2 separate regions of the Mus musculus genome follow, and region 2 is linked to region 1. Evidence: chromatin contacts called from public Hi-C data. All regions are on one chromosome and are shown on one strand. Each heading gives the region's core, a stretch centred on a gene start, on an enhancer-like site or on the middle of the called end of the contact. The rest is flanking DNA. Distances are from core to core; before and after follow the strand shown.

Region 1 (6,620 bases), core at 3,826-6,325:
ATATGTATAAAAAGAAACAGTAATGCTTCAAAATTATGTGTTTTGGTAATGTCTAAACAAATGATGTTTTAGAAAACTTCCATGTATAAATGGATAAGCAGTGAAAGCTGAATTTTTGTCTATGTCTGTTTTCTAGCATTTCCATAGCTACTTAACAACAGAGTGACTTCAAAATATTTATTCCCTCACAGTACTGGAATAGAGACATCTAAAAAAAACAGGTGTCTGTAAGATGGGGTCCTGTGCCCTGGCTTTGGGTGTTTGTGGCCATACAACCAGTGCACCTTTCCTGACAGATTCCTCACTGAAATTTTAGTGATTGAATTCCATTATAACTTAATCTTAACCACTTATGTCTGCAAAGACTATTTCAAAGGAAGATCACATTCTTCTAGGAATCTGGATGAACACTAATTTAGGAAAACAAGATTCAACCCAATACATTGGTTTGGCTTTTATTCTCCCCAGCTCTATGTTTTAACTTTTAAAAAGAAAAAAGATTACAGCTAAAAAAAAATCTATTTAATATGAATTTTTAGAGTTTACCTACTTGAACTGACAACTTTATTTGGGTAATATATTACTCAATTTTATTAAATTTTATTTTGCAAAAGAGGTAGAAAAGAACTTAATACTTACTAGTCTTTGGGAAGGCTTGCAAAATTTCTGTAGTCTATAGGAGAAATAATATCCCAATATTTGTTTTACTATGTCTTGAATACATTTTCATAGACTATTGATCTTTCATTTGTCCTAAAATTGACTACTGATGACTATGTTATTGTATCTGCTTTGACTGCTTCTTGTTCCAGAAAAGAAAGAAAGGCATATAAATTTGGAGAGAGCTGACCATGAGACCAGTGCTCATCAAAAGTGCTGAGATACATGACTACAAAGAGAAGGAGACTGTGCCATTCTGCCACCTACTGGGCACGAATCACTGAAGAAACTGGTAAATTTTCTCTGGAAAAATGCCATGGCTCTGTCTGTATCTATCTCAGAAGACTGTTTAAAGGACCTAAATCACATGTGTATAAAGTGCTCCAAGTGGTGCATACATGTGTGAAATTTCATATAAACGTTCAAAACCTTTTTTAAAAAAAATGTTAAGAAAAGACAAATTTTGTAAAAATTTTCTGCACAGCAAAAGAAAGGAGCAGCCCACTCTGTGAAAGAAAATCTTCACTGTCTTTTCAGGGGTAATATTCAGAATACACAAAGAACTGCAAAATGGAAACACACACACACACACACACACACACACACACACACACACACTTGCCAAACAACACATAAACTAAAGAAGTGAATAGATTCTTCTCAGAGAAGCAATGCAAATGGCCAATGTACATGAGCAACATGCTTTGTCATTGGGGAAATGCAATTTAAAGTTACTTTGGGATGCACCTCACCCAGTCCTTATGGTATCACAATAAATGCAGGTGAGGACCTTTTTCACAATTGTGGGGAATGAAAACAAGCAGAGCCATCATGGAAATCAGTTTGGGGGTTCATCAAAAACTGAAAGAACTTCCTGTGACCCAGCTATACTGTTCCTGGGCATATATTAGTAATCCCACTGTTTGGGAATAAGATCACTATGTCAACTTTGAGACAAATTTGCAGCAAGCTTTAATTAAATACTGGCTAAAATGATGAACTCTGGACAAGTCTATTCTGGGGTTCCAAGAAAATGGCATTGAGTCCCATTTTGCGGAGGGTTACAAAGGCAAGCCCACTTGGTCCAACCAGGGGCAAGCATACATACATTCTGATGTACTTTTTGCCTGCATACCTCCTGTCTATGTTCAATCAGGGGTCAGCATACATCTGGACATATTTCCTGCCTACAAACCACCCACCTACATCTGAACAAGCACACGAGGTGCAGTTGGGTCATACAAACTTGTTTAGAGGAGTGGAACATGTGGCTTGTTATCGTACATAGACAGTAGCCTCCAGCATTTCAGAGAGTGTCTGTCCTTGTGCAAGGGGCTTACAGGTTAGAGGCATTGTTTGTTCTATGAACCTCTTAGGAAGAGGAATCGAAATTTAAAACATAATTTTGGCTGTCACATTATCCAAACAAACCCACATCCATGTTTCTTGTTGTACTTTTCAGGATAGTGAGGAAAGTGGCCTAAACAGGTGAATGGATGAAGAAAAGGGGGTGCATGTACATAATAAAATTTTATTTCACTGAAAGGGGAAGCATCATGTTATTTGTAGGGAAAAATGCATGGATTTTAAAAGTATATTAAGTGAGGTGACCAAAGGTCAGAGTCAAAAACCATATTCTCTTTCACAAATGAGTCTGAGTTTGTAATATTGTGTATATAGAAATTGTACGTAAATGGATATAAAACCTAAAGTACAAAGAGACGAAGAGGAGCGAGGTAATTAGGTGATAAGGGAGGATGGGGTGGACCAAAGGACATGTGCAGCAGAGACTTGAAGTGGATTAGGGGTAGCAGGGATGGAGGAGATAGGGAAAGGAGAGCCTATTAAAACATACTTTGTTTAAAAATGTAGCAGTGACTGCGAGCATCCACCTCTGTATTTGTCAGGCTCTGGCAGAGTTTTTCAGGAGACAGCCATATCAGGCTCCTGTCAGCAAGCACTTCCTGGCATCTGCAATAGTGGACTGAGCATGGGGTCCCAGGTGGAAAAGTTGGAGAAGGGACTAAAGGAGCTGGGAAACGGGTTTCCACCCCATTGGGGGAACAGCAGTGTCAATTGGTCAGACCCCTGGCAGCTCCCTGCAACTGGACCACCAACCAAATAATATACATAAATGGCCTTAGGGTACTCAATTCCCCAGTGTACGGGAAAGCCAGGGCTGGAAGACTGGAGTGGGTGGATGAGTGGAGGAGCACCCTCATAGAGGCAGGGGAAGAGGGATAGGATAGGGAGTTTCCGGAGGGGAGACCTGGACAGGGGATAACATTTGAAATGTAAATAAAGAAAATATCCAATGAAAGGAAAAAACTGAAAAAAAAAATGCAGTAATGGTAGAGCTTGTGTGTGTGTGTGTGTGTGTGTGTGTGTGTACACTAGGGGTGGGGAGAATCCACCGTCGTCGTCGTCGTCGTCGTCGTCGTCGTCGTCGTCATCATCATCATCAACAACCGCAACAACAGGATCTCTCAACAACAGCAACAGAAGGGAAAGGAAAGGCAACAAGCGCCTGCAACGAGTGCCTGTGATTGTTTAGTGATGATGCTAACATGGAAAAGACTGGGAAGTTCTTGACCTCATGTTGATTTTCATGTGGCTTCTGGCGAACACTAAGTAGCTTGGTAGTTACAAATGTTTTGTAAACTGCAATTGATTTTTCTTTTCTTTTTACAGAAGACTTTTTAAAAAAATAAAATATGTTTTTGTTTTGTATCTGGGTTTTCCTGCGTATGTCTATGTACCCTGTGCCTGTAGTGCCGCCAGAGGCCAGAAGAGGGCACCAGATCCGTTGGAACTGGAGGTTCAGTAGGTTGTAAGCTGCCTTGTGAGGGCTGCACCCTGAAATTAGGTCCTCTACAAGAGCCATAAGGGCTTCTAAGCACTGAGGCATATTCTGGTTTTCTTATTGGCAGGGCTCTTGGACCAATATAAATTTAGTGAGTAGTTTTTTCTCAGGTAGTATACTGATATATTTTTGTTGTTTTTGTCTTTTGTTTTAAAGTTAATCAAATTTAGCAAGTAGAGATAGAAGGAAGGATCACAAGTTTAAAGCATGCTTGTCCTGCTTAGCCTGAGTTCATCGGTGTGTTCTAGGAAAGCTTGGACTCCAAAGAAAGATCCTATTTCAACAAAAGCAGAAATAATATGCACACAGTAAATACTTTAAGTGTATTATAATATTGATGGAGTTTTGACATGTGCGGGTTTGCTCAGTTCTGTACATGAAGTCCTGTGATATTTACTGGTCATAAAAACCGTCCGATTTTTTTTTCATCTTAGAACTCATCCAAAATGATACTGTCCCAGGTAAAATGTGACAGTTATCTTGAGCACACCTCAGTTATAGTTTTCTGTTTCTAAAGATAACCCTTTGTTAACTGTTGATCTTTCAGGCCACCTGTACTTCCTGGACCATCTGCAGCAACAGACAGAAGTACACTAGCCAGAGCTGGTGAGTGGCCTTCATCGTATTTCTCTAACCTAGACAGAGCTAGGTCCTCACAACGGACCTAGGGTGAGGGCGGGTGATCAGAAGTGTCCTGTGGCTCTGAATCCATCACTCAGTGCTGGTCAGCCCTCTGCTGTTCATGTTGACCAGTAGTGTGTGGGTGATGGAGAGGGAGGACTGAGTAAACTTGGGTAACCGCCAAAGGAAAGGAAGACGCGTGGGAATCCGGCTGCCACAGAGGGCGGCTGTAATCCAGCCAGTCTGTTTGTTGTGGTGCAGCTGTCCTGAGGGCGGGGGTTCTACCCTTCACTACAGCGAGACGGACCAGATGTTCCTTAACTCCAATTCAACAGTGTCCTCAGCCGGGGTAAGGCTGCACACTCACATTCCTTCCCCACGTGCCTCAATGTGTCTCAATTTTCTTCTATCACATCTGCTATCTGAAAGTGAGTCTTATAGTCACCGCCAAAAGGATGTCAATAAATTCTCATAAAATTAGAGTAATGGATGATATTATCCTTAAGTACTAATTAGGAAAGCTATAAACAGCACGTCTTTCGGCAGGTTGGAGAGTGCTGTGGGAGGAAGGGTTTCCCGGGTGAAGTAAGGTTGCAAAATGGTAGTTTAAACTGTGTTTAAATTATTGGGGTAAGCAAGTTACTAGGGGTGTGTCTGAAGATACTTGTGGGAGACATGGGAGACATACTGATACTTATGCCAGAATAGAGATAAAAACATGAGATTTCACGATTTCTTCTGGTTGTATTCACAATATTTTGCATTGCTGTGACCTAATATCTGGTAAGACGAAATTTAAATGGAGCAGATTTTCTCTGGCTTAGGGTATAGTAGATGCTTTCCATATGCCAGCAGGCATGACAGTGGCTAGTTAGTCAAAGATGAGAGGGGAAGTGGGAAGTGGAGTGTGGCCATGAAATCTCCCTGCCAGCCCCAGTCATCCACTTCTTCCAGTAAGATTCTACCACAGTCAACAACATCAGCTGGGTACCAAGTGTTCAGACATGCGAGAGCTGACGTAGCTATAATAAAAGAGGCCACAGTTGTGTTAAAGATTCTACAAGGTGGATTGACTAACTGGACTTCTGTCACTATGGAGGGTTGGAATGTCGCAGACCTAGTGTCAAGTTTTTGTCTTGAGTTATAGCTAACCCTTTACCCACTCATTGACTATGTGTCTCTGCCATAATATCCTTGTGATTATACTCTGGGGTACACCAACTTTGCATGTACTAATGTAAAAACACTACTAGCTTCTTCCAACCCCAAGAAGACCACATTGCATAGCACCTGAGTTCTACAGCAGAGATTTCCTCACTTGAATATCACCCAACTAATGTTTCCACCAGAAGTATTTGAAAACTGTCTTGATTTGTGACTCTCATTTCTTCTGTATGTACAAAAACTTTACAAGCCTGTTAGCAATTTGGAAGATGGAATTTGAGGTGACTTGTATTCCAGGACACAGTCATACATACTGGCTCCTGAATGAAACATCCCTTCCTCCCACTCGAGTAAGACCTGCTTTGTGGATGGATTAATTTATTACATATCCAGTTTAGTGTATATATCCTCTTAGAATCTCTTAAATTCTTGCTTGACAAAGAAATTGGAGAGAATTTTCCCATAATATGTTTGTGACATGGTCAGGGGTCTGGGTTGAATTGAGTATACACTGCTTTAAAATATGTGCCTAGACTGCATGGCTCTGGATGTGTATGCTTGGCTCAAATGTGAAAAGAAACTTCATAAAAACTGAAGGCAGAATTATTATTTCTTTAGAAATTTAAACATCTGTGGCTGACGTTGAGTTCCCTATTGAGGAGTGTAATTCAGTGATATAAAGCCTTGGGAGTAAAGGCATTTTTAGGATGGTTTGTGTCATTAACATTTTTAATAATTATGACATACTCAAAGAGGAAATTAAGTTTACTCCTAAAGATTTTAAAACAATGGGCCTGCTTTGCCTCCATTTTCTTCATAGCAATTTTTGATTCTAAGCAACTTAAATGATTGTTTCGGGAAAGTGCTTTATCGGCTGCTCTCTCCATGTATGGACATACGACCATCTAGGTCCAGATGTCTGGCTGTGGAAACTGCCCCCTTCTAATTCTACTAAGTGCTTTCAACTTTACAGAATGAGAATGTGAGCTTAATAGCTCTCTTCACCCTCAAGGAAAAAATGTTTTTTAGCACATTAGAGATGTTGAGATGAATTTCCTGGGAAGATAAAGAACAAAATTGACCCTAGTTCTCAAGCTGTTATTATCTAGTAGATAATAGGTCATTATTTCTCAGCCTGTTTCAATCTTTTTCCAAAGGGCCCGGATTCACTAATTAAAACTTCTCAGGGGGGGAGAGGACAGAGTCCTGACTTAATGAAATCATGAATAAAAGAGGACACTAGCTCACAGAGAACCAACAATCTTTCAAATGCTGCAGTGCTGTGAACAGACGGTTGTTTGCTCTGTTTATG
Region 2 (6,626 bases), core at 1,330-3,829, 97 kb before region 1:
CTCCGGGGTACTGGTTAGTTCATAATATTGTTCCACCTATAGGGTTGCAGATCCCTTTAGCTCCTTGGGTACTTTCTCTAGCTCCTCCATTGGGAGCCCTGTGATCCATCCAAAGCTGACTGTGAGCATCCACTTCTGTGTTTGCTAGGCCCTGGCATAGTCTCACAAGAGACAGCTATATCTGGGTCCTTTCAGCAAAATCTTGCTAGTATATGCAATGGTGTCAGCGTTTGGAAGCTGATTATCGGATGGAACCTTGGATATGGCAGGCTCTAGATGGTCCAACCTTTTGACACAGCTCCAAACTTTGTCTCTGTAACTCCTTCCATGGATGTTTTGTTCCCAATTCTAAGAAGGGGCAAAGTGTCCACACTTTGGTCTTCGTTCTTCTTGAGTTTCATGCGTTTAGCAAATTGTATCTTATATCTTGGGAATTTTAAGTTTCTGGGCTAATATCCACTTATCAGTGAGTATATATTGTGTGAGTTCCTTTGTGATTGGGTTACCTCACTCAGGATGATACCCTCCAGGTCCATCCATTTGCCTGTGTATTTTCTGAGTGGTCTTTCCATCCTCCCTGTTCTGTACATTTCCTGTGCGTGCGTGCACGCATGTGTGTGAGTGTGTGTGTGTACCCAGAATAATCACATATTCAAGTATAGACTAAGATTATTGCTGAAAAAATTCATTTCCTTAGAGAATTTTTACAGATATCTTGCCGTTTATGGGCATATTTAGTTCTGAGGAATTCTAAAGAAATCCCACTAATGTCTCCCAATTGCTATGAGTAAAACGGAAAGAGGAAACCTTAAATGATGGTAAATCCCACAAGACTGGAGACTATGGGAGCTACACCATCACCAGGAAGCAGACTTGAGCTGCTTTAGACCATTTTCCCTTTAAATTAAGCATTCTTTCTTTTCTCCGAGACTGAGGATTGAACTCAGTGTCTACAGTGTTCTAGGTAAATGTTGCAACAGTAAGGCATCATCCCTAGCCCTCGTTTGACTTTTGATTTGAGACAAGGTCTCTCTCAATTGCCCATTCTGATCCTGGAATCCTGTTGCCTCGATCTCCCCGGTATCTCTGATTACAGGTTGTCCTACCAGGTCTGGCATAGTTTCACACTTAGGTTACATGTTTAAACGGAGTCATGATTTGTTTTCTACAGAAGGAAAAGGTAGAAAGGATAAGATTCTGATAAAATTCTCCTTTAGTGAGGAAGTATCTTTTTACAAGACCTAGAAGAGACTACAAGTATTATGGTCATATTGGCCAAATTTAGATTCTTTGTTTCCAACTCGTAAATCGAATGTCCTGGCTAAGATTCAGTGTAAGAGCATTTGGAACCAACATAATGTGATTTTTATTAGCTAAGTGCATATACCACCAGTCTCACTTATTTTTTACAGTGAGAGAAATGCCCTGGTCTGCCTGTGTGGCTCTTGTTAACCTATGATTTCAGGACTGACCTAAAAACATTCAACACAGGAACTGTCTTGAAAATGAATCTGGTTTAAGCAGATCTCCTTCGTTTAAAGCACTCATTCCCCATAATTAATTGTGATGACTAAAACACGGGCAGGATATCACAAAAAAATATGTAGAATGCAATATGCAGAATGTAAAAGTGCCACTGCACAACTGATACTTTTCAGAAATAATTTATTTCTCTTAGAATTCAGGTCAAGAGGAGAAACAAATTTATCATTTATGCATAACCTCAATTCCACACACACCCTGATTATATTGAAGAAAGAAATGCACTGTGGATTTCTTTGAAGTGGTTTGGCGTTATTATGCCTGTCTAACTTTTTGTTAAACGTAGTGGGTTTTGCTGGCCTTGAAAATGTAATTTAAAAATGTAACTGATTTTTTTTTCTGCTACCATTAAGAGAAATACACACAGCAAGATGAATGCATACTCATTTCAGCCTGTAAGATTTGTTTTTAAAATTATTCCATTTGCAGCCAGAGGAAACATGAGATCATTTCTTTCCTTCTGCCAACAAAGTGCTTTCCCCACCCCATGTAGACAGTCAAGTGAGCTTCAGGGTCCCAGCTTACTTTCTACCATTTTTGCACATAGCCTAGTGCCTCTAATGGGACAAGACTCAGTAGGCAGTCCTTGAGAGAATGTGAGAAGAACAAAGTGTTCATAAGCTGAACTCATTATGTAGGGTAAGAAATGAGCAGGGCTAAGCAGAGTGCACCCACGGTTGCTTTGCGGTTGTTGGTGTGCATATAAGCACTGTACTCTTGCTCCACGTGCATTCCAAGTGCTGGGACATACATGCACACACATGCGCAATGATCACCAAGCCTCAGGCCAGGACAAGTCCCTAGCCCTCCCAACCAGGCTCCTCCACCCCTCCGCACCCATCCAGGCTCCACGTGGGCGCACCCAGGCGCCAGGCGGCCGCGCGGCCCACGGAGCTCAGAGCCTGCCCAGAGCTGAGAGGGTAGGCGCGGCCCGGGGCGGGACGGACAAAGCTGGCGTCCAATGGAGCCCAGCATTAGCTCCCCGAAAGGAGGGAGCGGTGGCTTGCGCGGGCCCAATGAGCGGGGAGCCCGAGTGGGACTTCCTCCCGGAATCCCGTTGGCCATGATAGCGGGGCCGTGGGTGACACGTAAGTTGGGTGGGAGGTGGCGGGCGGCTGGAGCTTCCAGATCAGTGACACCAGCCCACCACCCCCCTTAACCTGACCAGACCAACCAGTCCCCATCTCTTCATCAATACCGAGGGACCGTTCAAGGGGACGCCGCCTGGAGCCAGGTCCCTTTGTTGGGCGCGCGTCCCCTACCAGTGGTAGCGACAAAGTCCAGCAGCGGGAGCCGGCGCGAGGGGCGGGGACTGACGGTGGGGACAGCGAGGCCAAAAAGTGGGGAGTAGGGAAAACCAAGCCGGCTGCGCGCGGGGACCAGTAGCAAGGGCAGCGGGCTCTGAAGTATGCAAAGAGACTCCACGCGGGCCCAGCCACTCGCGGAAATCCGACATCGCAGAAGTTTGGTGGCTGCTGGCCGGGTGGCGTCGATGACCTGGCGCCCAGCCGGCCGCGGGGGCTGAGCGGCCGCCTCTTCCTCTCTGGTCCGGCTTTTGTGTCTCGCGTCTTCTGCTCATGCCGTGTCCAGCTACTTCTCGCGGTGGCCGTTGCTGAGCTGTCCGACGCAGCCGAGGACCGAGGACACGACGGCTCCCGCCGCCGCAGCGCGGGGCACAGGAGGGACTATGGGAAACGGGATGTGCTCCCGAAAGCAGAAGCGGATCTTCCAGACGCTGCTGCTTCTCACGGTGGTCTTCGGCTTCCTCTATGGCGCGATGCTCTACTTGGAACTGCAGACGCAGCTGCGCAAAGCTGAGGCAGTGGCGCTCAAGTACCAGCAGCACCAGGACTCTCTCTCTGCCCAGTTGCAAGGTACAGTTAAGGGGAAGCGCACCGCCAACTTCTCTCTGAGCTGGTGCTGGTGCTGGAAAAGTAGCTTGGTGGATAGTTAGTTGGCTTTGCAGGTACCACTCATTGACCTTCTGGCGCATCTGAGGGAGCGGCCGCGGGGATGTTGGCTTCTGAGCGTATGTGTGGGAGATAATATCCTGATTTTCCAGCTTCCTCCCAGGAGTTATCTTTGAAATCCACAGCACCAGCGCACGGTCCTGCCTGGCGTTTGGTGGGTACATACAACACCAAGTCTTTTACCCGAAGCACTTGTCAAAGGCCCAGCTGCAATCTAGGCAAACAGCCCTTCTGCTACATCTGCCAATCCTTTCCCAAGAGGCAAGCCTTGGTTTGTAGACATAAAGAATTATGCAGACATTTTCTAACCCGTGTTCTTTTTCAAGGGGGGAAAAAAGAGACTATATACACTAGTGACTCATGAACGGAACCTGCAAGCTTGTGTTGTGATTAGTGCTCTTGTTATTACGTTTGTTCATTTAGTAGTTAACTTGAGAAATGTTGGGAGTGATGGTAAAGTCCACACCACCACTTGACTGTAGGTTATCCTACAGATATTTGCTTTTAAAAGGCTTGTCTCCCTGGAGAAACCTTTATTTAGCTGATCTGTAGAACCCTGTGTGTGCATCTTCAGGAAGGCACACGCGTGTTTTAGAGTTAGCTGTGAGAAGTCTAAAAGAAGAAACATAAAATTTCCCTTTGCCAGCCACAGACGACTCAGCTTGGGCAAGGTGTTCGCAGCTCGTAGCCTTTCATTTTAAGAATCACACTGAGTTTCCACGGTCTAGATGATTCCCGAGTGAGTGCATGGAAACACTTTGTGGTTCCATTAAGGTCATACTCGTTGTATGCATTTTTATGAATGATTTGGCCTGTCTTGCTGGTTTGTTTTCACCACTCATGAAGCTCTCTCTCTCTCCAATACAAAGCAAGTGAGAAATAAAGTCCTACCTAAATGCTGACCATCCTTGCTGTGAATGCAAATATAGCTTATTGAATCATCCTGGGCAAAAATAAGCTGAAGGGGGTATTTCTGACAGTGGGTGTGTGTACAAATATAAAACAGATCCTTTGCTTTGACCGAGCTATGCAGAGCATTTTCTAGTAAGAGACTTAAGATGGGAGAAATGATATGCAATTATTTGCTTGGTCTGATTTGTTTGTCCCAACTTAAAAGAAAAGAAAGTATTTTTAGCATCTTGGTGCTGCATGGCTCCAGCCAATGAAAATATGTGGCTGGGCTTCCTTCAGAGGGAAAGCTTGTTTTTGATAGTTTTTATATTTAAAAGAAAAAGTTTAAAGTATGGAAATTTACCTATGAGTTGTTGGTATGAGAACGGTGGATACTTGCTTATTTATTTAGAAAATCATGCCTTCCACATGAGTTTTAGTGTGTGTGTGTGTGTGTGTGTTTGTGTGTGTGTGTGTGTGTGTGGTGAGATGGCCAATGTTTGTTTTTCACTCTCCACCTTATTTCTTGAGACAGGGTCACTTGATTCAAGCTTTGATCTCACTGATTCAGCTAGACTGTCTGGCCAGTGAGCTCCAAGGATATTCGGTTTTCACCCCCTACGGCCCAGCACCCAGATTCCAGGCACACACCACTACACCTGGGTTCTTACACTGGTCCTGGGGATCCAAACTGAGGTAGTCAAACTTGCATAGCAAGCAAGCACTTGCCTGGCTGAGCTGTTGAGCCATAGTGTACTGTGCCCCTGAAATGTTACTTAACTGTTGCCTTGGCCTTGCAACAGTTGCAATGATTGTGTAGGAAGAATTAGTTCACAAGCTGGCTAAAGTTTCTGCTTATTTAAACACACACACACACACATACACACACACACACACACATTCAGGCTTGCTTTTAGCAACATTAATGTCCACGTCTGTGTCTCTGTGCTGTTTAATAAGGAACAGTTTCTGAAAGCATGCAGCTCTTGTTTTTCCTTCCCTAGGACAGATGGTATTTTACCCTGTGATGCCACACACACCACCATCATAGATGAGCTTTCAGAGTGTCTGATTTCATTCTTTTTTTTCCCCCCATTATTTATTTACTTGTTTGTTTTTGATGTGTATGTCTACATGTGAGTGTTCATGAGTGCAGAACTCGTAGACTAATGTCATCTGTCTCTTCCCATTTGTTCTTTCTCCACCTTTACATTTTGAGATGGCATCTTCCACTGAACCTGAGCCGGTTATTGATTTAGCTAGGCTGGCTGGCTTTGGGTATCTGCGGGTCTCTCCGCCACAGCCATAGGGTTAGAGAGAAAAGTGTAGGTCTGCAGGCCGCACTTTACTGCCTGCACCATCTCCTGAAACTCTCCCTCCCTCCCTCCTGTCTCTCTGTCCCTCTCACCTTTGTTTAAGCCTTGCTTAGGTAAATGAGATAGATCTCTTAACATGACTTGGATAAAGGTCAGCGTTAATTTTGAGTGGCCTTCTTTTAAAACATGACTCTTGGAAAAGTTGAAGTAACAGTGTCTGTGTCAAGTGGTACGCAGGTGTTAAGAGAGCATAGTTAAGCTATCTTCATTACTCCAGGGTCCTTTGAATGGAGGTTACTCTTTTTGTAAAGTAGTCTCATAATTGGAGTTGGAGAATGACATGGAAAGGATCAGAGACCAAATGACCTTCTCCACAAAAATTCCATGACAATATCTTCTGCATCTATTTGTCTATCTATATAGCTATATACCTTATCTATCTATCAAATAGCTAGCTAGCTATCAACTATCTATTATCTATCTATCAATCATCTATCATCTATCTTCTATTAATAATCTATGTGTCATCTATGTATCTATCAATAATCTATATATCTAGCTCCCAGCCCAGAACCTTAAATATACCAAAGACTAGCGTGGAGATCGCATACGGCTGGCAGAAGGTGTACCAACCTTTGTCCAGAGCAGTGTTTATTTAACATTTGAACGTTTTCTCTTGCTGCTTTCAAGGGAGCCACATGCCTCCTGTTCTGCAAGCAGTCTGCCTCTGGCTAGACTCCCCATTTGGAGCACCTTGCAACTCCCATATCAATTAAATCCCATCTGTGGGGGTGGAACCCAGGCTTCAACCAACAATCTTTACTGCTCCCTAGGTGATTCCAGGAGCAGCCATGGTTAAGAACCCTGGCTCTCTAATCTTAATGCTAAGCCACTTCAAACATCCTCT

The links. A called contact is a pair of places that touch in the nucleus more often than the background predicts.
Region 2: a Hi-C map of muscle stem cells shows a contact between it and region 1, with 2.0 times the contacts expected there. The contact joins the promoter of Golim4 here to the enhancer-like site in region 1. A contact is called at or near these places in 3 of 484 Hi-C or Micro-C datasets (muscle stem cells, nephron progenitors and uterus), 1 of 115 datasets of contacts at active chromatin or transcription factors (embryonic stem cells) and 1 of 9 other capture datasets (liver).

What each region holds. Positions count from the first base shown.
Region 1 is chr3:75,858,721-75,865,340 of GRCm38.p6, reverse strand. No RefSeq gene overlaps it. Among named protein-coding and RNA genes, the nearest start is that of Golim4, 95 kb to the left of the region's middle. Within about 2 kb of position 5,075, at least 19 of the 459 cell types and tissues checked have an H3K27ac peak or open chromatin away from gene starts, as enhancers often do. A contact at or near this core is called in muscle stem cells, where this site is marked.
Region 2 is chr3:75,952,902-75,959,527 of GRCm38.p6, reverse strand. It overlaps Golim4 (golgi integral membrane protein 4), which reads left to right and starts at 2,579. Exons shown (of 16, transcript NM_001291069.1): 1 at 2,579-3,416. The coding sequence starts at 3,230.